6 separate regions of the Mus musculus genome follow, and all the other regions are linked to region 3. The links are chromatin contacts, called in public HiChIP or PLAC-seq and promoter capture Hi-C maps. All regions are on one chromosome and are shown on one strand. Each heading gives the region's core, a stretch centred on a gene start, on an enhancer-like site or on the middle of the called end of the contact. The rest is flanking DNA. Distances are from core to core; before and after follow the strand shown.

Region 1 (4,471 bases), core at 935-3,434, 290 kb before region 3:
CTTTTGCCCTACAGAGACAGACTTCCTACTGAGGAGGCGTGGCCGGGGCAGGAAGCAGAGAGTGAAGTGGGAGGGGAGTCTGGGAGATCTCAGGGCACTCCCCACACCCCATCAGCGACAGACTTCCTCCAGAGCTGCAACCACCTCCCTAAATAGTGCTCCAACTGGGGACCAAGGGTTCAAATATCTGTGTCTATGGAGGATAGTCTCATTAAAACCATTCCAACTACTTAATAGTGATTAATAATTAATAGTAACTGAGAGGAACCCAGAGGGTTGGTTTGTGAGTTTACCACTGAATTCCTTAGCCTAAACTATTATTTGGCACACCGAATGGATGAACCATTTGCTAAATGAATAATGAATTACAATCAGATGGGTGTGTTGGTTCAAATATGAAATGTCTCTAACAGGTTCACATGTTGATTGTTTATTCCCAAGAGGGCCTTGAGGAGACTTTAGGGGGGTAGAACTAGGTAGCAGAAGTAGGTCTTTAGGGGTGGGTCTCACCTGGCCCTACCCTCTTTGCTTTCTGACCTTCCCTGTTGGACTCTCCGCTGCCCTAAGCTCTGCCTTCTCCACTACGTGAGACGGAAACCTGAGTGTGACCCCGAATAAGCCCTCCTTCTCTTGAACTGTTGTTTCAGGTGTTTGGTCATAGCCACCTGAAGAAATAAATACAGACACTTTGCGGTTGGAGAGGCTATGCAAAGATAAAGGGACCAACCAAGATCAGAGTGGCTGTCCACAAGCAAATGGGGAGTAGGGCAGGGTGGGATGGAAAGGGGGAGGGGCGATCAGGTCTGGAAAGCAAGTGAAGAGCAGCTTTGGCCTTCAGCCTCTGTAAACTAACAAGCTGGACATTTATACAAAGAGCCGGAAGAAGCCGTTAGTTTCGAGGGCTTTGTAAGTTATTCTTCATTTTCCTGGATCCGGAAAAAGAAGAGCAGTAGAGTAGAAGCCGAGAAACAAGTCAGGAGATGGCACCTTTACTTAATACTATACTTAGTTCCAGAAGAAAACATTAGAACCGCAGGCTTACTAAACACATCCCAAACTGCAGGCTAAAGGAAAGCAAGACAGGCAGGACACCTCAAGCGTGGTGCAAAGGGCTGTGGGTACTTACAGGACAGGAGGGACCAGGAGGTATTTCTACTCTAGGAGATAAAAAGACTAGTAGCAGCCATAGGGCAGGTGCAAGGAGAGCAACATCCGTCTAGTTCGGGGAAGACTTTTCCTTAAGCAGAGATGGTAATACCATAATTGTGCAAGAAGTTGAGGCCCCTTTACCCAGTGCATGCTTAGCAGCAAGTTCAACAGTGAAGAGAACAGCGTGTCCCTGAGGGCTGCGGACAGGGGCAACAAAACCACAGCCACTCTAGAAAGAAAAATGAGGCTGGGAAGGACGGCACCGGCAGGAGGAGGGTTAGGGTAGGGTGGGGTTAGATGCAGTGTGGACACCTCTCCCTCCTCCCAAGGCCAACCTTACTTTATTACATGTAAAGAATTCCACCATACATCTCAGGGCAGCCTGAACAGTCCCTTATTGGCGTGTACTTAGTTTGGGGGGATCCAAACCTCGTTGCTGATCTTCCTCTATTTCCCAAACGCCAAAGCATCTTCTAGGAGTGAAAAAAGTTACCCCACAGAACCAAGGGACTAAAACCAGTTTCACAGAAAGGGTACAGCCTGAATCTGCTGCTGCTGTCCATCAGATGCAGGTCATCTTAAGTCCATCTTAAGTCCGTCTCAGAATGAGCCCTCCTACTATACGCTGGGTTGAACTGTACCGGTGGGGACGACAAAAGACCTAGGTCTCAAAGGCTTACTGGGGCTATGGCGAGCGCTTGCGAACCTCCCACTTTAAGATGGGTATTTCCGTGGTCATTTCTATCTCAGCTGAGGTGATTGTGACACCAGTCCCCAGTCTCGAAATTCAGGCCCCACATTTCTTCCCCATACCCCCCACCTCTACTCCCCCACCCCGGCGTCGCAGTCTTCCGGCCCCGATCCTGGTGCTTCCCTAGCCTCCGCGAGCGCTCTCACCGGCGTTGTGCCGCCTGCCCCGGCCGTGGCCGCACCTCCAATTGGGCGCCTTCGCGGTGTGCGGAGGCGCAGATGCTGGTAAGCAAGGCTCGGCTCACTCCACTCGGGGCGGCACCCGGACAGCTCGCTTTCGAGTGCACAAACCCCGCGGAACCTCGAACTGTTTATTTGTTGCTAGGGCACCGGGGCGGGGCATGCCGCACTGGGCGGAGCCCTTGTGAGCTCAGTTTGTGTGTTCCGATTCGGTTTACGCGGAGGTGACGATGATTAAGAACTCAAACTGGGAGCAAAGTTGCAAAGTTTTGTCTCCGGCAGTGCGATTGGGCGGGGCATGAGGGGAAGGGGCGGGCCGCCAAGATCAGCAGTTTTGTCTTTGGGAAGGAAAGGCTAGAGAGAGTGTAAGCTAAATCAGTCTCTTGAAATCTTCAGAAACTCTTTCACTTCTTCTGATAAACAAGAATAAGGTCTCTGAGGGTCGAGGTGAGAATAACAGAAGAAATGTCTGTAAGAGTCTAGTACAGGCCTCAGGAGAGGAAAGTGGGCAGGGTTCGTACATTATGGGTGGGATTAGCTTCTAACCTTGTGAGTCCATCCTTTTCTCCCAGAAAGGGAATGCGTTTGGGGGCATAACTCCAATTGTTTTTTTTTTATTTTTTTTATTTTTTTAGAACTTGCCATTCCATTTTATTCAGTAAGCGGATATTGTATATCTGTCGCGTGCCTGACTCCCGCTTGCCATGGGAATTCAGTGCCCAATATGAGCCAAGGTTCTTGAACTAAAAAGGTTGGAGGAGGAAGATGGGAACACAGCAAAGAGGAAGGGTATGAATTGCAAGCGCTGGCCACAGTTAAAAGTGATAGGTGCAGAGTTGGCTCAGTGGTAAAGAGCACTTGCTTTTGCAGAGGACCCAGGTTGGGCTCTCAGCACCCACAGGGCTGTTCACAACCATCCAGTCCCAGGGATCCAGCGCCCTCTTCTGACCTCCACAGGCACCAGGCAGCTCACTATACAGTGCACTGATACACATGCAGACAAAACACTCACCACACAAAAAAATAAAAACAAATAAACGTTACAAAACAAAACAAACAAAAAAACCCAAACGACCAGGAACAGTCCAAATCATGGGCCGGATATGGTAAACCCAGGGCAGGAGGCAGGTGAACCAAGAAGCAGGTTAAAATCCTGAAAAGACCTTACATGCTATAGTAGGTTTTGCTAGCTTTTCTCCAGCCTGGTTAGTGAAATGACTTTCAAAATCAAGTCTTTATGTCCTTTGGAGTTTTCACTGACAAGACTGTGTTTTGTCTGGCAATTTTATCATGATTTATATATCCCTTGATATGGCAAACTCTGTGTTTTCTCCTTTGTGGACTGGCTTCTAATCCAAGGATTGGGAGTGAGCCCCTTTCCCTGCCTGTATCTCAATGTTTTGTTTTGCTTTGTTTTGTTTGCAGCTTTCCAAGGTTAATCTCTACTGGGATCATTTCAAAATTTGTTCCTTTTTTTTTTTCCTGATCAACAACTTGTGATGGTGGTACCATGGTGAAGTGGGTTCTTGACTACATACAAGGTTTAGAAGACTTCATTGCGTTGGGAGTGACAATGGGGTGTTTTGAATGATAACAGTCCCCACAGGCACATATATATGAATATTTGGTCCCTGGTTGGTGGAACTGTTTGGGAAGAATGAAGAGGTGTGGCCTTGCTGGAGGAGGTGTGTCACTGGAGGAGGGCTTTGGCAGTTTCAAAAGTCTGTGCCAGACCCATCCCTCCCTCCCCTCCCTCCCCTCCCTCAAACTTATGGATAAGATGTAAGCCCTCAGCTCCTGCTCCAGTGTCATGGTTACCTGCCTGCTGCGATGCTCTACATCATAATGGTCATGGGCTCACCCTCTGAATTTGTAAGCAAGCCCCCCAATAAATGCCTGAGCGAGGTGGGGGTGGGGAGAGAAGCGTGGCAGGAGCGAGCAGGGCCAGAGCAGAGCGAGGCCAGAAAGAAAAAGTTTGTAAATGCTTTGTTCTATAAGTTGGTCATGGTGTCTCTTCACAGCCATGGAAGAGTGACTCAGACAGACAGTGGTAGTCTTTATTCTGAGGGAATATACAAATGCTCACTTTATAAGCTGAATAGATCAATACAAAATGGAAATAGGAGAAAGCAAGAGAAGGAACCACTAATATCTCCCAACCCCCATGCCTCCTGACGTTCTCAGGTCTCTACAGCAGCTCGCACTCCCAGGAAGCTCCAAACCGTCAATGTACCTGGCATCACACCCTGCCACCCTTGCCTTTGGCCTAATGTCCCTATGATCACTGCCATGTTCCCACTTGTATGGTCTTTGCCTGGGCTGCTGTAGTCCTGACATCCTGCTGCCCCGACTTCTATATCCCTTCATATTTTAAAGCACAGGCCAAACCATG
Region 2 (4,186 bases), core at 401-2,900, 350 kb after region 3:
TTTTTTTTTTTTTTTTTTTTTTTTTGGGTTTTTGAGACAGGGTTTCTCTGTATAGCCCTGGCTGTCCTGGAACTCACTCTGTAGACCAGGCTGGCCTCGAACTTAGAAAGAATCCAGGATCTTAATCAAGCATTTCCCATGACTATTCCTGGCTATTCCGGAAACATCCCTGGCACATCTATGTTACAAAAAAAAATTAAGCTAATACTAACATATTAGTCTCCTGTACTGAAGCAATGATATAACACATCAATTAACATATCACTATATGAATGGCGCCCAACCATGATTGAGAATGACATTGAGAAGAATACACACATACTTTATATTTTTTATGAGCTCATGATTCCTTTTGAATCTTCAAAATATCCTGTTGGAGACCCCTGAAACACTGCCAAACTCATAGTCGGACCAGACAGACATAGTAATAGTAATAGGTATCTTACACACAAGTAATAGGTTCTCTCTGGTCCCACATTTGGACAGAAGAACACAAGTTCTTTAGCAGTGACTATTGCTCGATACTTAAATCTAACTGAATGAGGTCAAATATATACTTCTCCTGGGTCAGCTTTCAGGTATAGCAAAGAATAATTATCAGCCACTCCAGGTCACTCTACCTTCATGTTAAATTAAACTGGAGCGCTATCATTCCCAACTTATTAATGCTGACTTGATGGTTCATGACAGGAAGTGAATGCAATTCTTAAAAAACCCTGTTCCAAGGCTTTGAACGCTTAGGAATTTCGATCAAAGAACCAAAAGTCTTAGCAGATCCACTGATCTTTCCCACTCATGCAAAAGGAACTTTACAAAATGCAAACCACTCTTAATTACAGCAACTATCGCGAATTAAAATTAAGCTCACTTCTGTATACAGCATATCAAAAATCAGAACACTTGGGAATGACAAGCAAAAAACCCGTGATTACTTAAAGGTAATTAACTCCCTAATTAACACGTGAAAACTATTTCCATTAATGACAATATCCAGCCAAACATAGAAAACTGCGACGTTCTTTTCTAATTAACAAGAAGTTTTAAAAATAATGACATTATGTTTTCAATCGTTTTGTTCTCCATGTTCCTACACCCTGTAAGACAGCTAACACTTTCTTTCTTGGCACTTGCAACTCAATTCTCGGGATGTGGCCTTGGGGCGGGGTGGCAGCTCCCAAGAGTCCGGCGAGGTGGCAGGGAGCGGATACTAAAACTCTCTACCCAATTCTCTCCGACCTTCAGGAAACAAACAAAAGTGACCCTCTAGTCCCAGGGACACTGAGTGGAGGAACCCGGGGAGGAGATCAAGGACGCGCGAAACCAGGCACAAAAACGGTGCCCAGGAGGGCGCAGGGCCCGGGAGCTACAACCCTTTCCGCAGAGCTGCGGGACAGCAAGTCGGGGACCGCACTCTGAGGGCCAGAGTGGAGCCTCGGGCCCATCCCGGTGCACTGAGACCGGAGTGAGGACACCCACTACGAATGGGGAACAGGGCCGACGGACAGAATAAGAGCGAACCAGGACCCACCCAGCACCACAGAACTTACCTTTCCCGGGAGCTCCACGCCGCAGGATACCGTGGCTGCGGCTCACCCAGGGAGTGAGCTCCCGCGCACAAGCACCGCCCAACCGGAAGTGGTTAATGGCCCCGCCCCCATCCGACTTGTCGGGGGTCTTCACACCAATCCCCGGCACGATCACTGCTGACGTATGGCTTCTTCGTACGGCCATTGGTCTCACAATCGCGTGGCCGGGATTGGCTGGAAATCGCCACGTCCCCGCGAGCGCGCCGAGTTGCGTGGACCGGATTCCCGCCCAGCTCGGGTTGCCCAGCCCGTGGGGACTCTGAGTCCCAGCTCCTTGCTCTTGGGTGTGTGGGCGCGGCTCGCTGACCTTGGCCCACTGACCGCAACGACCTCATTTACGGCAGGCAACCCTGATTCCCTAGGCTTCTAGTGTAATTCCGATGGCTTTCTTCCTGCCTCCAAGCCCCTGGGGCCGGAATAGTCCCGCTGTAACGTCACCACCCACTGCGAATGAGCCCAACTTCTGGCTCTAGAGTCAGATCTACTGAGCAGCTCTCCGCCCCGCCAACACGCACCTTTCAGCTTCGATTCTCACCCACCATGCTCTTTCGCATCTCTGCCTAAACCATCATGATCCCGGCCTCCCCTAACAGCCTTACAGCCTTACATTTTACACCCATGTGGTCTTTGTCCACAAAGCGGCTTCCTCTGCCTGAAGTATGTTTTCTCGATTTTTCAGCTACTGAAAGCCATCAGTCATGAAACAGGTTGTCATCCTGGAATGTCTTAGGGGAAGCTGTAGTCGTGAAGTTGCCAGTGCTCAGTTAAGGTGTTAGTTTTAGGAATCTTTCCTGGTCAGTAAACAGATAATACGCATGTGCTTTCCTGGCAGTTTGCATTTTCAGTACGCAGCCAGATATTGTTTAATAACGGTGCTTGTCCTTATGTCTTCGATTAGACCAAGTGCCAAAATAAGATCTGCCTGACTTACACATCAGGAGCTCCCAGCTTACAGCCCAGGTCCAAGGAAATTCTCAGCAATACTAAGTGAACTGAATAGAAGAAACTGAATGGAAGAAACCCGTTGCGTTGAAGGCCCCTGATTTAAAAGAAACATAGGAAATTAGCAATTTGTTTTTTTGTTTGTTTGTTTGGAGGGGCGGGGGACAGGAGAGTTTGAACCCAGACTCTGTGCAGGATTCTAGTTGTCCATTCTACCACTGAACTATATAACCTTAGTAAACCCATCACCTACTCAATGCCATGAAATTAAAACATGTATTCATTGAGAGCTACTTTATTTTCTTTCTTTTTTTTAAAGATTTATTTATTATTATATGTAAATACACTGTAGCTGTCTTCAGACACTCCAGAAGAGGGAGTCAGATCTTGTTATGGATGATTGTGAGCCACCATGTGGTTGCTGGGATTTGAACTCTGGACCTTCGGAAGAGCAGTCGGGTGCTCTTACCCACTGAGCCATCTCACCAGCCTGAGAGCTACTTTATTTTCAACATGTATGAAATGAATAGCAAAGCCTCTAGAATTTAAGTCCAGTCAAAACAAAGACTAAGTTCATGAAAGACAATAAAGCAAATCAGTTTGCCCTAAGACAAGGAAAGTGTGCAATTACTGTTTGGAACATCCAAACCACCAACTCAAAATACAACTCTCATCTCAAAGAAAGTTTATTATGGAGCCAAATGTGAGTGACCATGACTAGGAACCCAGATTTCATGTACCAATGTAGTAACAGTTTGATGAAGTTTTTATAGTAATAGAACAAAGAAAATTACTTTTCAATTACGTTGATGGAAACATCAGAGAATGGGTTATAGCAAAGTGAAAAAAAACCTTCCGTATAACCCTCAGATAAATTATCTGATGATGCGCTTAGCTCTTGAGTTGTGAAAGCTAGTGGTCTGCTAAGCCATACATTCCAAAGGAAATTAGTGTTTTGTTTCTACAGTCCACATGACTTGCCTAATAAAGCTGTTAGGTCAGTTACAGAGAAGTAAAAGGTTCTTAAATAAATCGATATTAAGAAGGTTAAATATGTTCCAAAATAATTTGGCTATGTACTAGCAATGTTCTGACTTCACCACATCACTGAGGGTCTAATCAGCCAGTAAGACTTGAGGAAGGTTCAGTTTGAAAGTGCAGCTGCTTTCTTTGCACCCTCATCCACTGTTTCCCTGTTGACCAAGCACTGTATTTTGTGCATGGTGCAGGGACACATAGTACTTACTGAATATTATTAATGCTCCATGTTGCTAGGAAACACTTCCTAGCATCTGGTGTAGATGAGGCTGAGTAGTAGGCAGAGGGCAATCTTCAAGAGAGGGAAATAGCCTGTTAAAGCTGTTAAGACGACAACTTCTGGATCATATCATTAAAATCTACTGGCCATTATAGTCCAGATCTATTTTTAAGTCCTCTGTATTTGTCGCAATGTGACATATATTAAGAGTAACACACACACACACACACACACACACACACACACACACACACTAATCAAGAACATTGTCTGGCCCAGTGGCATAAAAGTAGCTAGTGAAGGAAATGGGCATTTAAACAAGCAAAAATTAAAAACAAAAAACCAACCAACTCTAGATTGACTGTATATTTATCCCTGTGTTTACAGTTACTTGTATTCT
Region 3 (4,403 bases), core at 1,492-3,991:
GGACCAAGACAGAGAGACTCATGCTTAGATCCTTTAGGTCTTAGAGAGAGAAAACAGTTCCCAAAGTGATTTATTCATCTATAAATAGTTCACAGAAATAGACAAATTCCTCCTTTAGAGGAAAAAGATTAAGGACAGAGAGTCGGATATGTTGGCTTGGCGTCACACAGTAAGTGGGTGCCAGAAAGAAACTGGGCCTCTTGTCCTTCCAGACACTATTTCTAGACCCACCAACATTTTTGCATCTGTAGTAGGTTCAAAATGGGGGTTCTGCTCTAATTTGGGGGTAGTACCAACATGTCTAGCTTCTGATTTCAAACAAAGCATTTTTTATTTTATCTTATTTTAGGTTTTAGGCGGGACCATGCTTATCCAAGTGCTTTCCAAGCAGGTGAGAGAGCATTTTGTCACCCATGTGTGCAGATGCCAAAAGGCCTTCATGAGGCGTTTGTGGTTACATCTTTAAGATGTTTTATTATTATTATTTTATTTATATAGTTTACATTCTTCACCAAGGTAAATGGGCCTATGAGCTTGGCTCTCTTCCAGACTGTGAACCTCCCAAAGTTATTTGTTTGATAAAAGGGCATAGGGTGGAAGCAAACAATCCAAGAAAGCGATTGTGAGATCGTGAACACGAGTGACAGAGGCACTGGCTGCCGGCATTGAGGAGGGCAGGTAAGAGTGAGGCTCCAAAGGAGCAAGGCCTCGGCCGGGAAGCCCATGTGAGGCCCCACTGAAGGTGGTTTCACTAGTGCCTGCCCCTTTGTGGTGAGTTCCCCTTAGTACATTCCCTCAGCCCTGCAGGGTGGTGGAGAGGGCTTTTGCTGTTTTCAAATCTCCCAGGGAAGCAGAAGTAAGGCCAAGAGAACTTGGGTTGACTGGTTACCCCAGCCACAGTAGCAGCCATCCAAGTCCCGGGCTTTCCCTACACACATGCTGGCTCAATTGAAAATCACCAGCCCAAGCCTGCTAACCAGCTGGTGCCACGGGTGAAAATCCTGACTGTTGTTGCGATTTAACTTTCTCCTGTATAAAACCGTGGAAGTTCAGCAACTGCTGGATTTTCTAGTTCCAAAACCGAGACTGTGACAGAAGCCCAAAACTTCAATCTTCCCAAGAGTACAATGGCTGAGAGTGAGCGTCATCACCACCCTCTGGGATGTCTCTCATTTGTCCCAATAGGCTGGCACTTATGTACCCTGTGCCTGTGCTTCACACCAGGGCCCCTGTGAAACCTTTCCAGCAGTGGCCTTGGATCTGCCTTTTCCCAGGAGGCCGTTCAGGCCCACTATTATTCCCTCTGGCAAATCTGAACTATTGGTCTCAGGCTGAAAGAGGCAAAGATGATAGGCTTCTGGGCTGCAGCTTTGGTGCAGTAGAAGCTGGCAGAAGAATGGAGAGATGGGGAAGGACTTCCCCTTGTTATCAAATCCAGAGGGGCCCACGCACTCTCTGGCTATGAAACAGGACTCAGCTAGCATTCTCTAATGGGCTCCCCCTCCCCCTGAATTCTCAGCCCTCTCCTGCCATCCCCCAATACACTGCATTAGATTTTTGCTGGGAGGAAGGGCAGGCCTGTGGACTTGAACATATTTACCCAGATCAGTCAAATCAATAAGGATGGTAGAGAGGGGACGGAAATCCAGGTGTCAGGAGCTCGGGGTTAATATTGTTTACACTTTTCCACCCCAAACAAAAGATTCTGAAAGGAGCCATAGCTTCCAGCCCAACAACAACAACAACAACAACAACAAAATCCTATTTGAATCATCTGAAGCCTGTCAGCTCCAAGTAGAGAAGCTGGTCTTGAAGAAGGTAGGGCAAAGTTTAGGGCCATGCTGGGGTACACATCGGACCTGGAGACCATTCTTAACCCTTTTCAGCCCTGACAGGAGCAGACACCCGAGGCCTGCAAAAGGGACAGATATAGTCCCTTGACACAAGCCCCTGAGGAACTGGGGCGAAGGAAGGCTTGGGGTTTCTCTTCCTTCTCTCTCCCTCCACCCCCGCCCCGCGCCCCGTATGGCCAGTCGGGCCTTCCAGCCCCCAGGCCTGAAAGTCCCTAACCATGAAATATGCCCATGGGGCTGTCCAGCCAGCTCTTTCTTTCCCCAAACCCTTTTTATTTCATGGCCTGACACAGATCCTCATCCCTGCTAAAGCTTCATCCCTGGCAGCAAGGATGATTGCCCACCTCTTAACGTCCCCTTTTGACACGGCGCCACTGTGGTTTTCCTCCCCCGGAGAAATGCCCCCAAGTGTCACCAGCTCAGAAAACTACGAAGCACCACTCGACACGCTCCTGGGCACCGGGCAGCCCAGGCCAAACCTCCCAGCCTCAGGCAGCCCCCTCGGCGCTCCAGAGATGCCCGAGAGTCCGGGTGCCCCCTGACCCCCCGAATCTCACCCAGAAGAGCATGTTGAAGAAGAAGAGCAGGTATTTCACCAGCGGGCTGACGAAGGAGAACTCGTCCCCGTAGGCAGCCGGCACGCCAGGTCTCCGCGCCATGGTCCGCCGCTGCCCCCGGGGGGCCTATCTCCCAGCGGCCACCGGCCCACCTGTGCGCCCTGCAGCCCGGGGCGGGAGCCGCGGGGCCACGGGGACCCGAACGCCGGGGCAGCCGCGCCGCGCCGGGAGCCGCCCGAACCGTGCGTCGGGGAGCCGCGCGGCCAGGGAACGGCGCCGCCGCTGAAGCCGCGGCGGGCAGCGTGAGCAGCGGAGACTCCACCGCGGCCGCAGACCAGCTTGGCCCGCCCGGCTCTCAGGAAACCGGGCCCGCCCCCCGGACGGCCATTGGTGAGGCTGCCCGAGGCTGACTTCTCATTGGTCGGCGGCCCATGTCACTAAGCAGCCAGCCATCCCTCTCCTCCGAGAGGCGGGGGAGACACCTGTTCTGTGAGGGACAACTTGCTAAAGGGTCAGTGGTTCTGCTTCTGCCCGCCTAGACGGAAAGCCTGCAGGCTGCAGCTGCTTAAGGGAAAAAGAATGAGGAAAAGGAATGTTTCCTGCATCCCACACCCACGTCCTCTGCCCAGTTGCTGTGCACGCACGCAAACACACGTACGTTAAAATCAACAAGTACGCACTTTGTGTGTTGAGCAATTCGTTAAACGCTGTGGGAATAGAAAAGAAGGTTGATCCTCAGGGATCAAGACAATAAAATCAGAGTGACAAATGACAGGTACTAACAACCAGAAAGAGAAGAATAAATACCCCTGCTTAGCAATCAAATACTTTAAATGCTCGTTTTAAAAGCCTCATAACCTAACAGTGGAATTCTCAAACCATCCTTTTCTCTCATTACCGTCCAACCTCTCTATCCAAACCCTCTCAGAACGTTTGTTTACGTGGAGACACCGGTTTTTTGTTTTTAATTTTGTTTTGTTTTGTGTTTGGCATGTTAATAGGATATGCACAGATTGACTCCCAAGTACAATGTGGTGTACATTGTACTAGCTACACAAGTACGATTTTAACCTGGGGAGGAGTCTGATTTTGCCATCAATAGCGTGATTCCCCAAGCTACACTTTTTGTAACGTTGAGTGGGAAAACTGCAGCGTAAGGCATTGATCAAATAAGAATCTGTTAGTGCATGCAAATGACTTACACGGAGATGGCTGATAAGGGGGCTCACTAAAATGTGGTACTTTCACTCCTTTAAAAGATTCTTTTAAAATGTGTGTGTGTGTGAGTGTGTGTGTGTGTGTGTGTGTGTGTGTGTGTACCACTGTGCACACAGGTGCTGATGGAAGCCAGAAAAGGATGTCAGATCCCCAGGAACTGGAGTTACCGGGATTTGTGAGCTCCTTAAGTCAGTGCTGGGAACTGAACTTTGGTCCTCTGTAAGAGCAACAAGTGCTCTTAATAACTGAGCCATATCTCTAGCCCTGGTATTTTGTTTCAATAGGATTCAAAATCCAGTGTGGAAATACAATAACTGCATGAATAACTATTATGTAATTGGAAGAAGTTGAGCACCAGAAGGTGTCATGGCGGGAGAAACGAGGAGGATGAGATTTTAGAGACAGTGGGGACGTGAAATCCAGGTGGACACAAAAAGGTGTGTCGAAGCTTGGACAGATAAAAGCAAACCGCGTGTTGTGTGGAAACTAAGCCTATCACTTTTCCCGGCTTGGTGCAGCGGTGCCTGAGAATGCAGTATGTGTTCAACTGAATGGAGGCTGTAGAAGGACTTGAGATCAGATTACTGAGTTTGTGTTGAATTGATTTGGAAATAAGAGTTTTAGAGAAGGAAATGGGGTAAGATCGCTGTTTTCAGAGAGAGTTGGAAAGAGGCTGGAGAAAGTTTAATGGCAGCACTTAGGAGGAAGGGGCAGATGAATCTCTGGGAGTTCGAGGTAAACCTGGTCTACATTTGAGTTCTAAATCAGCCAGGGG
Region 4 (4,512 bases), core at 1,516-4,015, 300 kb after region 3:
GTCAGGCTCAGGCCCCGATGCTTGCCCATTGAAAGGGAGCCCAAACTGCCTCCTTTCTCTACTTGCTCTTCTTCGACCTCTTCCTCTTCCTCCTCTTCCTCCTCCTCTTCCTCATATAGAGCTGGAAGTAACACCTCCCCTAGGAGAGACAACCATCCCACCACACAGTCAGTGCCCAATCTAGAACCCTGCACCTTACCTCCCCAGGGCCTGGTCTGCAGAGTAGTGTCACCTGGTGTCCCCCGAGGTTCCCTGGGTAGAACCTAACTCATGGTCAGGCTCTGGTAGGTCAAATTTGGATGCACCTTCTCCAGCTTCCAAACGCCTAATATTGGACGTCTCCTGCCTGTCCAGCAGCCTTGTGCTGGCTCAGCTACAAGAAGCTTGCATGAGGACACCTGGCTCTAGTAGTCTGAACTCTGGGTAGTAGGACAAGGAGTTAAGAAAGGATTCAGACATTCAGACACCAGCTGTTTATGTAGGCCAAATGAAGCAAGCTTGGGGGAAAAACAACCTAGGTGGCTTGCAAGGTATTAGCCGTTTCATAATAAGAAAACACTGGCTTGGTCTGTAGATAGAAGAGGAAACATTAGGCGGAGTTGTTTACTGCATCCATTTTGGAACCCTTTCAAATGCATGTTGTCAAATATCTTTTTGAGGTTTTTCTACACCTGTTGTTTCCCTGTTGGGTACCACAAGGATCATCTCTTTCCTTCTGACCCAAGTTGATGTTGAGAGTTGTCAGGCTGAACTCATCTCAAAGAAAGTCTGCCATCTTAACACACTCTTCTAAACCACTCATTTATTTATTTACTGCATACGGGTGCTCTCCCTGCATGTGTGTCTGTCCATCATGGGAGGGCAATGCCCTTTCAGGTCAGAAGAGGGTATTAGAGCTTCTAAGACTGGAGTCACAGACAGCTGTGGGCTGCGATGTGGGTGCCGGGAACTGATCAATTGCTAAGCCATCTCTCCAGTCCTGTTGACACATTTGAAAAACTAATTTGGTACTGGTCCTCATGTTCAGACTCCTGAACACCTTTTTTTTCTCCTTCTTCTTCTTCACTGCAATGCAATCTTGTCTTGGTAGGGATTGCTTTGTTTTTAATCCTGGGTCTCTGGCCTTCCTTCCCTTTTCTAACACCAACAGCATACGGTTCATCTGAGACCCCTTATGTCATCTAGTCTCTAGGGAAGGCCTGTGCTGAACTACAGAGGGGCCTGGGGACACTTCACAAGAAGTCCTGGATAATGTGTTGGTACTGCCTGCCCTGTTACACGCGAGTGCTGTTGGGAAATAGACTCCATCTAGCCCTCTCCTAAGCACGTTCTTACTAAAGCTGCAGGGTTCCATTCAGAGTTGACGGTGGTGGCATCAGATAGACAGTTCTCATGCCCATGTCCTGGCTTTTAAAAATAAGAGACAGCTTGGGATCTGGGTCAGCAGGCAGTGAGAAGAACAAGCCCCCTGCCGAAAGCCTGTTTCCAGGCTGGGTTGAGCAGGGCCTCTCTCTGTCTGGCAGCTTCCCGGGACACACAACCTGGTTAGCTGGGTGATTGGCGCCCCAAAGGGATGTGCCCAAACTTCCCACAATGCCTGAGCCCAGGGGAGGCTTGGAGCTCAGCCACCAGGGAGGAGGGGCCTGAGATGAAGTGAGGGGAGGGCCCTGTTCTGGCTCAGAGTTCTGGGGTCAGGGAAGGAAGAAGGGAGCTACGGAGTAGGGCGATAGAAAGCCTTTTTCAGAAAACTCACCGTCCATAGCTTGCATCCCACGGCGCTCCAGAGACCCCCAGCGTTGGCCTTTCTTCCTCTCACAACCCTCAGATACCTCATAGGAGCCTAAAGTGGTTACTGTGGGTCCTGTGAGCCGGGAGAAAGTAAGAACTGTAGGAATAGAGGGGCCTGGGGCTGAGGGGAAAGAAAGGGACGTGCATTCTTATATGGGAGCCCCGGAATTTGCAATCACACTGGAGAAGCCTGACTCACTCTGCCCAGCTCTGTGATTCTATTCCCTCAGCCACCTCTCATGCCTATGGAGGGGACCCCAGTCCGGCGCGGCCCAACCTCAGCACCCCTGTTCCCGGCTCCTCTCCCTCGCTCAGACAGAAGAGGGTGAGTGTTTGTTTAGCTTGGGGCATAAGAAGAGGGGTAGGGTGGGAACTAGGAAAGAAGGTTTTGGGAGGATCCTATATAGCAAAGCAGAGAAGGGAGGGGTGGCCGGCTCAGGAGAGGAGAGAAGGGGCTCTAAACTAGGCCGTTTCTCTTTCTCTCCCCTTCCCTCCCTCACCAAACCTCGCCCACCCCACCCTCTCCCGGTGGTCAAGAGCTTTGATGAACTAGAAGGGTGCAGGCTCTAGAGACAACTCCCCCGCCCCCCTCGTGAGCTGGAAACACAATCGGGCTGGAGAGACTAACTGGGGAGCGCTTGGGGAGTGACCGCTGGGAAGGGACAACCCAGGTCGAAAGATGGAGAGCAGTATCCGGTGGAGGCCAGGGTGAAGGGAGCCGACTCAGTACCAGGAGCACCTGGGGGTCAGAAGGAAGGAGAGCCGTAGGGGGAAGGAGCATAGGGAGCTGAGAGAGAGGCCGCTCTGACCTGGGCCAGGGCAGCTCCAGCCCGCGGCTCCCGCGCCGGCCCCGCCGCCTGCCTCCATGGCTGCTCCCGCCGCCGCCGCCGCCTCCCGAGCAGAAGCCGCAGCCTCCGGGCCGGGGACCGGGAGCCCGGTGCGCAGGGAGGAGAGAGGGCGGGCCGAGAGGGCGGGGCCTGGCCTGGCCACCTGACGCGAGTGCCCGCCTGTGGCCGCCCGGAAACCCTCCCCCAGTCCCCGGCTCCAGACCCAGTGAGGACCAGCAAAAGAGGTTCAAAACACGTCACTAAAGTGCCCCAGGCTCGTCCGAGGCAGCTTCAGGTCTGCTGCGCCTGAAAAGCGGACGTGAGCTACCGGGTCTTGAGGATGCGCCCAAGGAGTGCTAGCATGGCTTGGTTCTGGCTGCAGAACCCACCCTGGGTCCGCCACGCCTAGGGACCTCAGGGGCTAGTCTTGACGGATGATAGAACCGGGGGGGGGGTGGGGGTGGGGGGGGATGGACTGTTTCCTGCAGATGCGCAAACACACGCGCACTTCCTTGGTTCCCACACAGAGCCAGCGTCCCCATCCCCGCAGTCCACAGAACCCATCCCTCCGGGTAGCCTCAAGCGCCCCAGAGCTACTGCAGGGCTGGCGGATAGTTGAGACCTGCATGTGCCAAGTGCTAGGTGGTGGTACATCACTGCTTTCCCCGAAATCCCACCCAGCCAGAGCTCTCCTCCCAGTGTACCAAGTCCCTCTTTCTTCCCAGCCCTTTGAGCCACGCCCTCTGTGACCTGTGCAGTGTGGGCATCATTGATGTTCCCTGTAACAAGAAATGTGGGAAACCACGAAGCTTTTTTTCAACTTTTCATCTATTTATTCAAGAGATGAACTTGGTCTTGAGGCAGATTTGACATCTCAGCAGGTCTCATTTAGGTCAGAAGTGGATACTCAGGAATCTGCTCCCCGAGTTATAATCGTGGAGAGATTTCTAAGCTTGGTACCTCACACCAGTTCTTTCTCATGTATTCTCACTCCTAAAGTTTGGGCATGGCTTGGCTGGGTTCAACTCCCCAGGCTACTGGGCTCTCAAGCCCTCCATGTTCCTCAGGAATGAAGCAATTCCCTGCACATCTCAGGCTTATCAGTAATTTCAGCATTGTGTTGAGAGTTACTCTCCAGACACCCCATCCCTTCCTTTTTTTAGACTCTCCTGCTGTGCTCTTCTGACCCTCTGGGCAGCATCAGAGTATTGCCTGCTGTTAAGGTTGGGAAGTATCCTAGTTATCTTTGTATCTTCAGTATCAAAGTACCTGACTCATGGAGTAAATGAGTAACATGGAGCTTCCGACTAAGTTAACAACGCCTTCATCATTTATCCCAGATTTTTAACTCATGAATTTAAACTCACGTTCCCTATTAACAATGATGTCTGCCAGGCAGTGATGGCTCACACCTTTAATCCCAGCACCTGGGAGTCAGAGGCAGGCGGATCTATATGATTTAGAAGCCAGCCTGGTCTACCGAGTTAGTTCCAGGACAGCCAAGGCTACACAGAGAAACCCTGTCTCAAAAACCAAAAACCAACAAAACAAAAAAGTCCAGAAGTCAGTAGTAATTCCTCCCCCCGACCCCCAGCCTGATAATCAGAAAAATGAAGAATTATTTGTTTTCACCTTCTCCCCAGAGGTCAAGCTCCCACTTTAGACCCATGGCTACAGTGATCCAGCCACAGAGAAGAGCTTCCGGGCAAGCTTACTATTTTGCAGATCATCAAGCCAGACTTGGGTAGCAAGGTACAATATTTAGAGATGATGAAATGAGCTCTCATGGGGGGAGCTAAAGGGAAGTGTTCTGGAAGCTCAGTGGTTCTGCCCAGCGCAGCAGCCTCCAGTTCTGTCTCAGCAGCAGGTCAGGCTAGCAGTTGGCAGTGGGTGAACA
Region 5 (3,995 bases), core at 738-3,237, 380 kb after region 3:
TCAGGTTACTGCGGTCTAGAGCAGCTAATAGCTGGGCATGATAGTGCTATTGTGTAATCCAAGCACTCAGAATGGGGAGGCAGGTGGGCCAAGAGTTCAAGGCCAGCCTTTACTGCATAATGGGTTCATGGCCAGCCTGAGCAATAAGAGATTGTGTTCTTTCCAAAACAAAGCAAAACCAATAAACCAAAAATCCCAATCAACATCATTGCAAAGATGTCCCAGTTTCACCCCATCTTTGAATTTAACAGGTAGCCTCCCCTTGGATCTGCCCTTTACCCGTCTGGTCCGTCGTTCCCCTCTGTGTTGTTTACCTCTTCAGGTTGATGCTTGGCGCTCTGGATGGTCTGTTCCATGTCTGGCTCTGCCCCTGATGCCATTTGACTCTGGCCATAAGGAGGATGTTCGGAAGGGGAAGGCAAGGTACGGAGGAGGTCACCCCAAGGGCCATTGTGTTGGAAGCCTTATAGATTTCTTTCCAGTTTCTGCTCCTTCTGACCTGCAATGCAGCCCCCAGGCCCAGCCTGAACATTTGGCAAAAGCAGCAAGATGTTTTAGCCGGGTTTCTTCACTCAGCACTAATTTTGTTTTTGATAGCTCTGCCTGGCCGAGAACTCACATGTATAGCAGGACCAGAGAGATCTGCCTGCTTCTGCCTCCCAAGTGTTGGGATTAGAGTCATGCTGTGGTACCACTTAGCTTCTTTGGGAGAGGAGGATTAGGCTGTATTGTGGAGTGTTTGGCAGTGTCCTTAGCCTCTGTCTCCAGAGATGCTTATAGCAAACTCCCACTCTGACAACTGAAAATGTCTCAGACATTGCCAAATGTCCCTTGGAAATGAGGGATACTGCTGTGTTCAGACATGTGTTTTAATCTGTATTGGTCTAAAAACTTTAGTAGGGCTTCTGAGTAATTATTATTATTATTACTATCATCATTTTATTATCATATTTAAACAAAAAAAGGTCTTACTCTATAGCCCAGATTAGTCTCATTCTCAAGGGCATCCTCCTGCCTCAGCCTCCTGAGTGCTGGCATTTCTCCAATAGGACTTAAAGGGCCCACTATTAATGCAAGAGCAAGAACAATCACCCAGAACTCCCTTAGCATCTACTTCGTGTCTGTGGATCTCCCCTTGACAACTTCCCCACTTTGCTTAGAAAACACCCATCCTCATGGCCCTTCTATTTCTTCTAGGTTCTGTCTGGCCCAAGGGGAGGTCAGGAGATAGAGGGAGATTGAAAACACACCAAGCACCCACTAGACCATGCACCTCGCTTGTTGTGTTTAAACAGATTTGTACAGGTTTCATGCACAATGGTACCTCCCCACCAGTGAGCAGAGCCTGCACTCTAAGCTCAGGTTTCTCTGGGCCCCTAGGTCCTATTCTTTGCCAACCAATACTGACTGCCTTAACTTGGCCTCAGGTGACAGACCTGAGAATGGCATAAATTAGGAGTTCCAATACCTAAGTCCCTACTCAGCAAAGAATGCCGGACCTTTCTCACTGAGTGTACACCTACAGGAGAAACCCTGGTCAGCCTTGTGTCTCAGGCCTGCTAGCTCTCCTGCCTCAGTTTACCCTCCACTGCAGTTCTAGGGGTAACTCTTCTGGTTACATCTTGGGAACAGGTTTAGAAGAATCAAGCCGCGCTGTTCTGAATCACATGCAAGAGTACCTGAACAAAGTTGCTTTCGAACACCACGGAGTTAGGAAACAGATTGAATTCTGGAGAATGAACCATCTGGCAGAGTAGTCCTTCCTCCACTCCCAGGCCCACTCCAGGGTTCGTTTCCCCATCCACAGGCAAGAGGCCCCTGAACTTCTCCCAGGCATTCAAGGAAGGGAAGGTTGGATATGATCTTATCACTTTTACTGTCTTCTTCGATGTCCACCAAGACTTTCTAGGTGGAACTGATGTCATCATGTCTGCACATGCTCAGGGGCCCTCTGCACTGTTGTCCTGGGATCTGTCTCTTCCCTTCTGATCATGGGCAGCTGGCCAAGGCCTAAGGGGCAGCCGGTCAGCTCACAATGATGAATGGATGACATCATGAAAAACCACAGCAGGCCTGCAAGAAAGGGAATGAGGAGGAGCCTCCCATTTCCTCCTGGGCCAGTGATGCTCATGGCTGCACTTACTGACATCCCACATCCTTCTCAGGGCCCCCTTGGAGCATTCACGGAACTTGCTGGGAAACCCTGAGGCAGGCAGGAAGCAAGGACTGTTAGGATGCTTCCGCCGCTGCCCAGAAGAAAGGCCCTTCCTGTCTCTCTCTCTCTCTCTCTCCCTCTCTCTCTCTCTCTCTCTCTCTCTCTCTCTCTCTCTCTCTCTCTCTCTCTCTCTCTCGTGTGTGTGTGTGTGTGTGTGTGTGTGTGTGTGTGTGTGTGTGTGTGGTGGTGTGGTGGTGGTGGTGGTAGTGGTGGTGGTAGTAGTGGTGGTGGTGGTGGTGGTGGTGTGTGTGTGTTTGTGTGTTACTGAGGATTAAACCCAGGGACCCATACATGCAGAATGAGCCCTACCAAACTATATCCCCAGCCTACACAGGTCTTGAACTTGTTGTATTACGCCTGAACCTCCTGAGTTCATGAGTGTGCAGGATGTAGTTCATACTCCCCTCTTTACATTTGGTTGATTGGTTGATTGGTGTGTGTGTGTGTGTGTGTGTGTGTGTGTGTGTACAAATGGGTGCAAGTGTGCCACAGTGCATGTGAAAATCAGAGGACAACTTATGAAAATAAATTCTCTCCTATCAGACCATCCGGCTTGGCGGTAAGTACACACCTTTATCTGCTGGGACATCTCACCACGGAGCCATCTTGCTGGCCTCTTCCCTTACTCTCTTAGTGTAAACTATTCTAAACAGTATGAAAAGCTGATGTCTATTCAAAACTAATTTCCAGAGCCTCACATGATGTGATCACCCCCCCACACACACACACATACAACTCCCTCACCCCCTGACTTAGCATGTGAGCCTCCTCCCCACCTCCCACACCCTGGCTTACGTGCAAGAACCATTTCTGCTTCCAGGAGAGCTACTAGTGCCTGCTCTTTGGCTGCTATGGCTGGCTGGTTGCAGCTGCAGTTTTCTCCCTTCAGAGGTCAAAACTAAAGGAGCAGGAGCAATAATTAGTTTCTGACGACAAGGCTGACTATGGGTACCAGCTAGGAGGGGCAGCATTACACACCCATCTCGGTGACAGTGGATCTCCCCAAGAGCCAGAAAAATTAAAAAAAAAATCTAAATTCCTGGGTGTGGAGTGGGTCAAAGAACCAAGCAGACTGATCACCAATCAGAGTCAATGTAAGGAGAAATGGTATTCCAACTTGAACACAATTCTAGGATTTGCTAATGTGTCACCATCAAGGTCGAATGCAATAAATTTAGAAAGATGGTTTTGAAAAAAGATATGCAAAGGACAGAGCTGGATGTTATTCCTGCATTTCATCATAAAGTCAGAGAGGGGCAGAGGGACCCAAGGCTTTCCCAGTCTTGTTCTGCCAGCCCTCTTCCACAGCCACAAGGCTACACCTATCCAAACCCTTGTCACAACTCCCAGAGTAGCAGTGAAATGTCTAACTCACATTCCTCATTTTCTTTTGCTTACTATGTGGGGAAAAATGTCCCCCACCCCCCATGGTAAGATTCTTTAAGGATAGGGTCATACACCACACCCTGTGGTTTGCATTCCCCTAGGAACTGAAAAACCGTGGTATAAAAGTAATAGCCATTAAAAAGCTGTGCTCCTTTTTCAGTTAGCACTGAAGCACTTCCCTCCATGTTCTCACTAGCCTTCCACCCTCAGCGCTTTGAATCATTTTAATAACTATTTAACAGATGCTTGCAAACCCTAATACTTCTCTGATTTTTTTCTGTTAAGCACAATATTGTCTACAATTATGAAAAGAAGGGAAGAAAATAGAAAGACCAAAAAAATAACCTCAATATTAAACACTTTTTTCTTGGCAGGGCAGTGGTGGCACATGCTT
Region 6 (4,312 bases), core at 197-2,696, 480 kb after region 3:
TTTTCGAGATAGGGTTTCTCTGTATAGCCCTGGCTGTCCTGGAGCTCACTTTGTAGACCAGGCTGGCCTTGAACTCAGAAATCCGCCTGCCTCTGCCTCCCGAGTGCTGGGATTAAAGGCGTGCGCCACCACGCCCGGCACAGGGCTGGAATCTGGAAGCAGAAACTGACTGATGCAGAGGCCATGGGGAGGTGCCATGATCTTCATGGCTTGCTCAGCTTACTTTCTTATAGAACCCAGGACCACCTGCCCAGGGATGGCACCACCCACAGTAGGCTGGGGCCTCCCAACCACTAAGCAAATGCTCTACAGCCTGATCTTAGTCATTTTATCATTTTCTCAATTGACATTTACTTGGTTCAGATGGGGGGAGGGGTGTGTGCCCACGACAGAGTCTGGTACCAAGGGCAGAGTTAACTTCTGTCAAGTTGACATCAAACTAGCCAACACAAAGACCATAATTTTGGGTTCTTGAAATGGATCTTAGTGCCAGCAGATCATCCAACTTTATTTATTTTATGTGTGTAGGTGTCTTTCTACATGTATATCTGTGCAGCATGTTCATGCAGTGCCTGTAGAACCCAGAAGAAGGCAACGAATCACCTGTTACAACCTGACAGTTGTAAGCTGCCATATGGGTGCTAGGAATTGAACCAGGGTCCTATGGAAAAGCAACCCGTGCTCTTAATCACTGAGCCATCTTAACAGCCCCAGATCACCAAGCGTCTATTATTTATTCCTGAGATCGTCAGATGTTAAAAAAAAAAAAAAAGTATTCAGTGTAAGAATTGTCAGTTGTTTGTTTTCTATCTACTCGGCCTCCTCGAACAAATTGCCCGAAGGCAGTAACTCTTCTTGCTTTCCCAGAGAGTTGCTTTATGAAAGCTGACAATAGTAACAAAGCTGAAATAGAAAGTGTTTTCTAGGCAGCAGATGAGCAAATGCGAGTTAGTGCGTGTGTGCTCAGCCCTACTTCCCTGTAAAGGAAGACTATAAGCAGGGCAAGACTAGGGTCTTTTCCTTCAGGAGCTAGTAGCCTGTTTGTCTTCCCTGGGTAGCAGTATAAAGAAATGGTGAGGGTTGTTGAATAGGTAGGGCTTGCTGGAGTGTCCCACCTCTCTTGCCCAGGACTGGAAGCACTCCAAGAGGCCATGCAATAATAGTTCATTACCCTGGTGTTTGCGCTCCTTTTCCTCAGATGAAACCAGGAGAAACTCGAAGGTGCACGACACAGGGTACAGCGGAGGGTCCTCTTCAGTTGGGTCCTTGAAGAACACAAACCTCGCTCCACCTCACCATCTGCTCATCTGCTTACTTTTCAGCCTGAGTGGCGTCTCATGGGGGCGGAACAGAGCGTAGTGCCAAGGGCGGAGCCCTATGGACTCCAGGACCCCAAACCAGCTCTTCCAGAGCCCCGCCTCCCAACAACCAGCCCCGCCCCTTCCAGTAGACCCCGCCCACTACCCCGCTCCCTCCGGGAGCGGACTGGGGCTCTTATTGCCTACGCCGGTTCGGGAGCCTCCACGCGGAGAGGCTCCCGCCGCCTAGAGCTGCGGCCTCCGCATGGCATGGAGGAACCGCTCTCACCCCCACCGGAGTCCGGGCTGCTCTCGCCGCTGCTGCAGGGAGGTGGAGCGGCTGCCGCTCCAGAGCCCGGAGCCCGGCAACACCCGGGACATGAGACCGCGGCGCAGCGGTACAGCGCCCGCCTGCTGCAGGCCGGCTACGAGCCGGAGAGGTGACGCCCAGGGCAAGGCGCGCGGGCGCATCCGGGGCGGGCGGCAGAGAAGGGCGCGGCAACGCCGGGAGACCGGGTAGCGCTGCGGGGGAGGCCAGAGGCAGGTCCCCTCTACTGCCATTGCACTTCCCCAGACGCAGTTAGACTGTCATACACCTGACTCTTGGCTGGCGGATGCAGGCGGGCACTGTGCAAACAGTTCAGTGCCGCGTTACTCCGGGGAGCTGGAGAGAGGGCGCAGGTTGTAATATCGCTCCCTAACATTTTATCTAAGATCCGACCTATACTACACACTCAGCGACGCTTGGTACAAGTGGCTCCGACCTCTGGGGTACAAAAAGTGCTTGTTGGAGTCCCGGTCCAACGGCGCTTTCTCCTCAGCTTTCTTCTTCCTAGAATGTATTCAATAGGTGTGGGTGTCCGGATTGAGTGTCTCCCTAGGACTAGGGGAAGGTACTTGCACTTTCTCACCAGGCACTGAGATCCAGTGAGGCGGCTGCTGTTCACTCCTTGGAAAGACTTGTACCCCAATGCAGGGGGTCTGAAAGGCAATGAATGAGGGTCCCTGGAGAAAGAGTTGGGGCAGTGAACTGGGCCTCAAGGGAACGAGCTGAAAAAAGAGACAGCGGCTAATCTCTGGATTGTATCGCAGTTTGAAATGCAATCCTACTGTCCTTCCGGTCCAGGGGATTTGGACTTCTTTCTCTACCCCATCTGCTGGTGCTCAGCAGCTTGGGGAGGTGATCTGGCAGCTGGGTTTTGAGGGGAGGGTGGTCTGGGGAATTAGCCAGGTAGTTCTTCTGCCCAGGGTTTGGCCGCTTATGTAAGAACTTTTAACGGCTTTTGGGGCTACGAAGCCCAGCCCCTCCTGCCGTTGCTGGCTGTCTCTTTAGAACTGACTTAGGCTTAAGCAACCTGCCATCCGTTTTTCTATAATAGAAATCTAGTTTGGAGGGCTTGGGGTTTTAGAGAGGTGCCACTATATGGGAGGAAGCGGGCCACGGTACTTGTGAGCTCGAAGGAAACTAGGACTGTAGAATCTCAGAGTTCAGGCAGGTGCATCTCTTTTTCAGATGTACTGCTGCATCAAAGGGACAGTGCCAACCCCACACTTCCCGCCCCCCACTTAGGCTCAGAATGGCCTGTGTAAACTTGGACCCCAGCCAGGCCAGTATAAAATCCAAAACCTGCCAGCTAAGACCTCTATCTGCCTCCACCAACCTGAATGAAGGTGTAGGAAAAGGCAAGGGTTCTCTGAGAAGCCCTAGGCTTCAGTCCAGCAGCATTACTGGTCTCTCTGGCTTGAACTTGGGTGAGCCCTGCCTATTTATCCCGGCATAACAATGCTAATGTTGTCTTTACCTTTTCCCCCCTAAAAGTGTTGTTTTGAAATCTTGTTCCTCTAAACAACCTCAGATCAGATAGAGTCCTCTGGACTGCTTGCCTGAACTTTAGTGCCCTGGTGGACACTATTCCCCTATTCCCCTGAGCAGCTGCCTTAGGCCTGCCCCCTGCCCTTGAAGCTGTGAGGAGGGGAGTCTCAGGGGACCAGCTGCCCTTCCTTGCGTTAAAGAGGCCCACTGGTTGCCTGGTGTCTCCTCCCTGTGGAGGAAGCAGCTGGGGAATTGCAGGAAGAGGGAGGGGGGAAGCCAGGGGGATGGATTAAGTCTCTAGAAAAGGACAGCCTAACCCAGCCTTGAGCCCAGCAGCTTAGAGTAATAAAGAGCTCTGACATAGGTCAAAGCAGGAGGGAGAATGGGGCCCTGAAGTCTGTAATCACTGGGAAGGTGACCCTCCCCATAGCTGCCAGTCTCCTCTCTTGGGACCCAAAGTCCTAGGCTGGGGCAGATGACACATTAAAGTTACCTGAGGTGATGGGTTCTAGCTGTTCTGGGCACCACCAGCCTTGGCTGAACCCTGAACCAGAGCCAGTCTTGACTCATGATGTAGGGAATAGTGACCCAGAGTAGGCTCCTTAGAAACCCAGAGAGACCACTGGGACAGGCCATGCTCAGAGCCTATGATTGATATGGTGGCTATTTCTTCTGTGTCTAGGAAGGGTGGTTCAGAATAACCAGGGTGTGTCTTCTGGCTAGTCTCACTGTTCTGACTATAAGTAACAAGCAAGAGGTTCTAGTGCTGGCTCCCCGTATGGCCTGGGCTTCTAGAATGAAGCCCTGAGTGCTGGAGAACCCGAGAGGATCCCTGGCAAGCAGATACCAATCCCTGCTTTGCCAAGGACTCGGACACTCTCCTCTCCTTTCCCATGCTCCAGGGTCTTCGGGGCTTACACCAGGCCCTATCCTTTGGGCTCCACTGGTGCCCACCTCCCAAGAGCCAAGAAGACATCTGTAAATCCTCTGTAATACTGAGCTCCATGGGAGACTCGCCTTTCCCTTTGCACATGCATGGAACAGCCTCTGTTTTCCTGGCAGGGTCCCGGGGGTACCATTGGGGAGGTTGGGCACCCCAGAGAGCCTGGTGGCTTGGAAGCCAAGGCTCCCCTGGGCCTGGCTGTCACCACACTGTCGAGAGGTAAACAAACCCAGCCTTCCTGGGGTGGGGAGAAAAGGA

The links. Promoter capture Hi-C pulls out the DNA fragments that hold promoters and counts their contacts. HiChIP or PLAC-seq counts read pairs in DNA pulled down with a chosen protein or histone mark. Capture Hi-C pulls out chosen DNA fragments and counts their contacts.
Region 1: a contact with region 3 is called in an HNF4G HiChIP or PLAC-seq map of pancreatic cancer cells. The contact joins the promoter of Smkr-ps here to the promoter of Tspan33 in region 3. A contact is called at or near these places in 1 of 39 promoter capture datasets (stem cell-derived epiblast-like cells) and 2 of 115 datasets of contacts at active chromatin or transcription factors (embryonic stem cells and pancreatic cancer cells).
Region 2: a contact with region 3 is called in a promoter capture Hi-C map of pre-B cells, with 2.8 times the contacts expected there. The contact joins the promoter of Calu here to the promoter of Tspan33 in region 3. A contact is called at or near these places in 4 of 39 promoter capture datasets (3T3-L1-derived adipocytes, the C10 cell line, embryonic stem cells and 1 more), 1 of 15 datasets of contacts at CTCF or cohesin (the NIH/3T3 cell line), 4 of 115 datasets of contacts at active chromatin or transcription factors (bone marrow-derived macrophages, cardiomyocytes, large pre-B cells and 1 more) and 3 of 9 other capture datasets (adipose tissue, liver and macrophages).
Region 4: a contact with region 3 is called in a promoter capture Hi-C map of adipose tissue. The contact joins the promoter of Ccdc136 here to the promoter of Tspan33 in region 3. A contact is called at or near these places in 13 of 39 promoter capture datasets (the 3T3-L1 cell line, 3T3-L1-derived adipocytes, the C10 cell line and 8 more), 1 of 15 datasets of contacts at CTCF or cohesin (the NIH/3T3 cell line), 2 of 484 Hi-C or Micro-C datasets (embryonic fibroblasts and embryonic stem cells), 2 of 115 datasets of contacts at active chromatin or transcription factors (the SCID.adh cell line and pancreatic cancer cells) and 4 of 9 other capture datasets (adipose tissue, embryonic stem cells, liver and 1 more).
Region 5: a promoter capture Hi-C map of stem cell-derived epiblast-like cells shows a contact between it and region 3, with 2.2 times the contacts expected there. The contact joins the promoter of Fam71f1 here to the promoter of Tspan33 in region 3. A contact is called at or near these places in 8 of 39 promoter capture datasets (3T3-L1-derived adipocytes, cranial neural crest, embryonic stem cells and 4 more), 1 of 115 datasets of contacts at active chromatin or transcription factors (pancreatic cancer cells) and 1 of 9 other capture datasets (liver).
Region 6: a contact with region 3 is called in a promoter capture Hi-C map of pre-B cells. The contact joins the promoter of Impdh1 here to the promoter of Tspan33 in region 3. A contact is called at or near these places in 9 of 39 promoter capture datasets (the 3T3-L1 cell line, 3T3-L1-derived adipocytes, the HPC-7 cell line and 4 more) and 2 of 115 datasets of contacts at active chromatin or transcription factors (bone marrow-derived macrophages and pancreatic cancer cells).

The regions. Positions count from the first base shown.
Region 1 is chr6:29,983,042-29,987,512 of GRCm38.p6, reverse strand. It overlaps Smkr-ps (smal lysine rich protein 1, pseudogene), which reads right to left and starts at 2,184. Exons shown (of 2, transcript NR_040264.1): 1 at 2,047-2,184.
Region 2 is chr6:29,345,570-29,349,755 of GRCm38.p6, reverse strand. Calu (calumenin) reads right to left here and starts at 1,650. Exons shown (of 7, transcript NM_007594.4): 1 at 1,548-1,650.
Region 3 is chr6:29,692,552-29,696,954 of GRCm38.p6, reverse strand. It overlaps Tspan33 (tetraspanin 33), which reads right to left and starts at 2,741. Exons shown (of 8, transcript NM_146173.3): 1 at 2,411-2,741. The coding sequence starts at 2,512.
Region 4 is chr6:29,394,828-29,399,339 of GRCm38.p6, reverse strand. It overlaps Ccdc136 (coiled-coil domain containing 136), which reads right to left and starts at 2,765. Exons shown (of 18, transcript NM_001347071.1): 1 at 2,598-2,765; 2 at 1,754-1,861; 3 at 1-139. The coding sequence starts at 2,655.
Region 5 is chr6:29,317,132-29,321,126 of GRCm38.p6, reverse strand. It overlaps Fam71f1 (family with sequence similarity 71, member F1), which reads right to left and starts at 1,987. Exons shown (of 7, transcript NM_001289663.1): 1 at 1,680-1,987; 2 at 315-499. The coding sequence starts at 1,928.
Region 6 is chr6:29,213,498-29,217,809 of GRCm38.p6, reverse strand. It overlaps Impdh1 (inosine monophosphate dehydrogenase 1), which reads left to right and starts at 1,446. Exons shown (of 15, transcript NM_001302933.1): 1 at 1,446-1,738. The coding sequence starts at 1,569.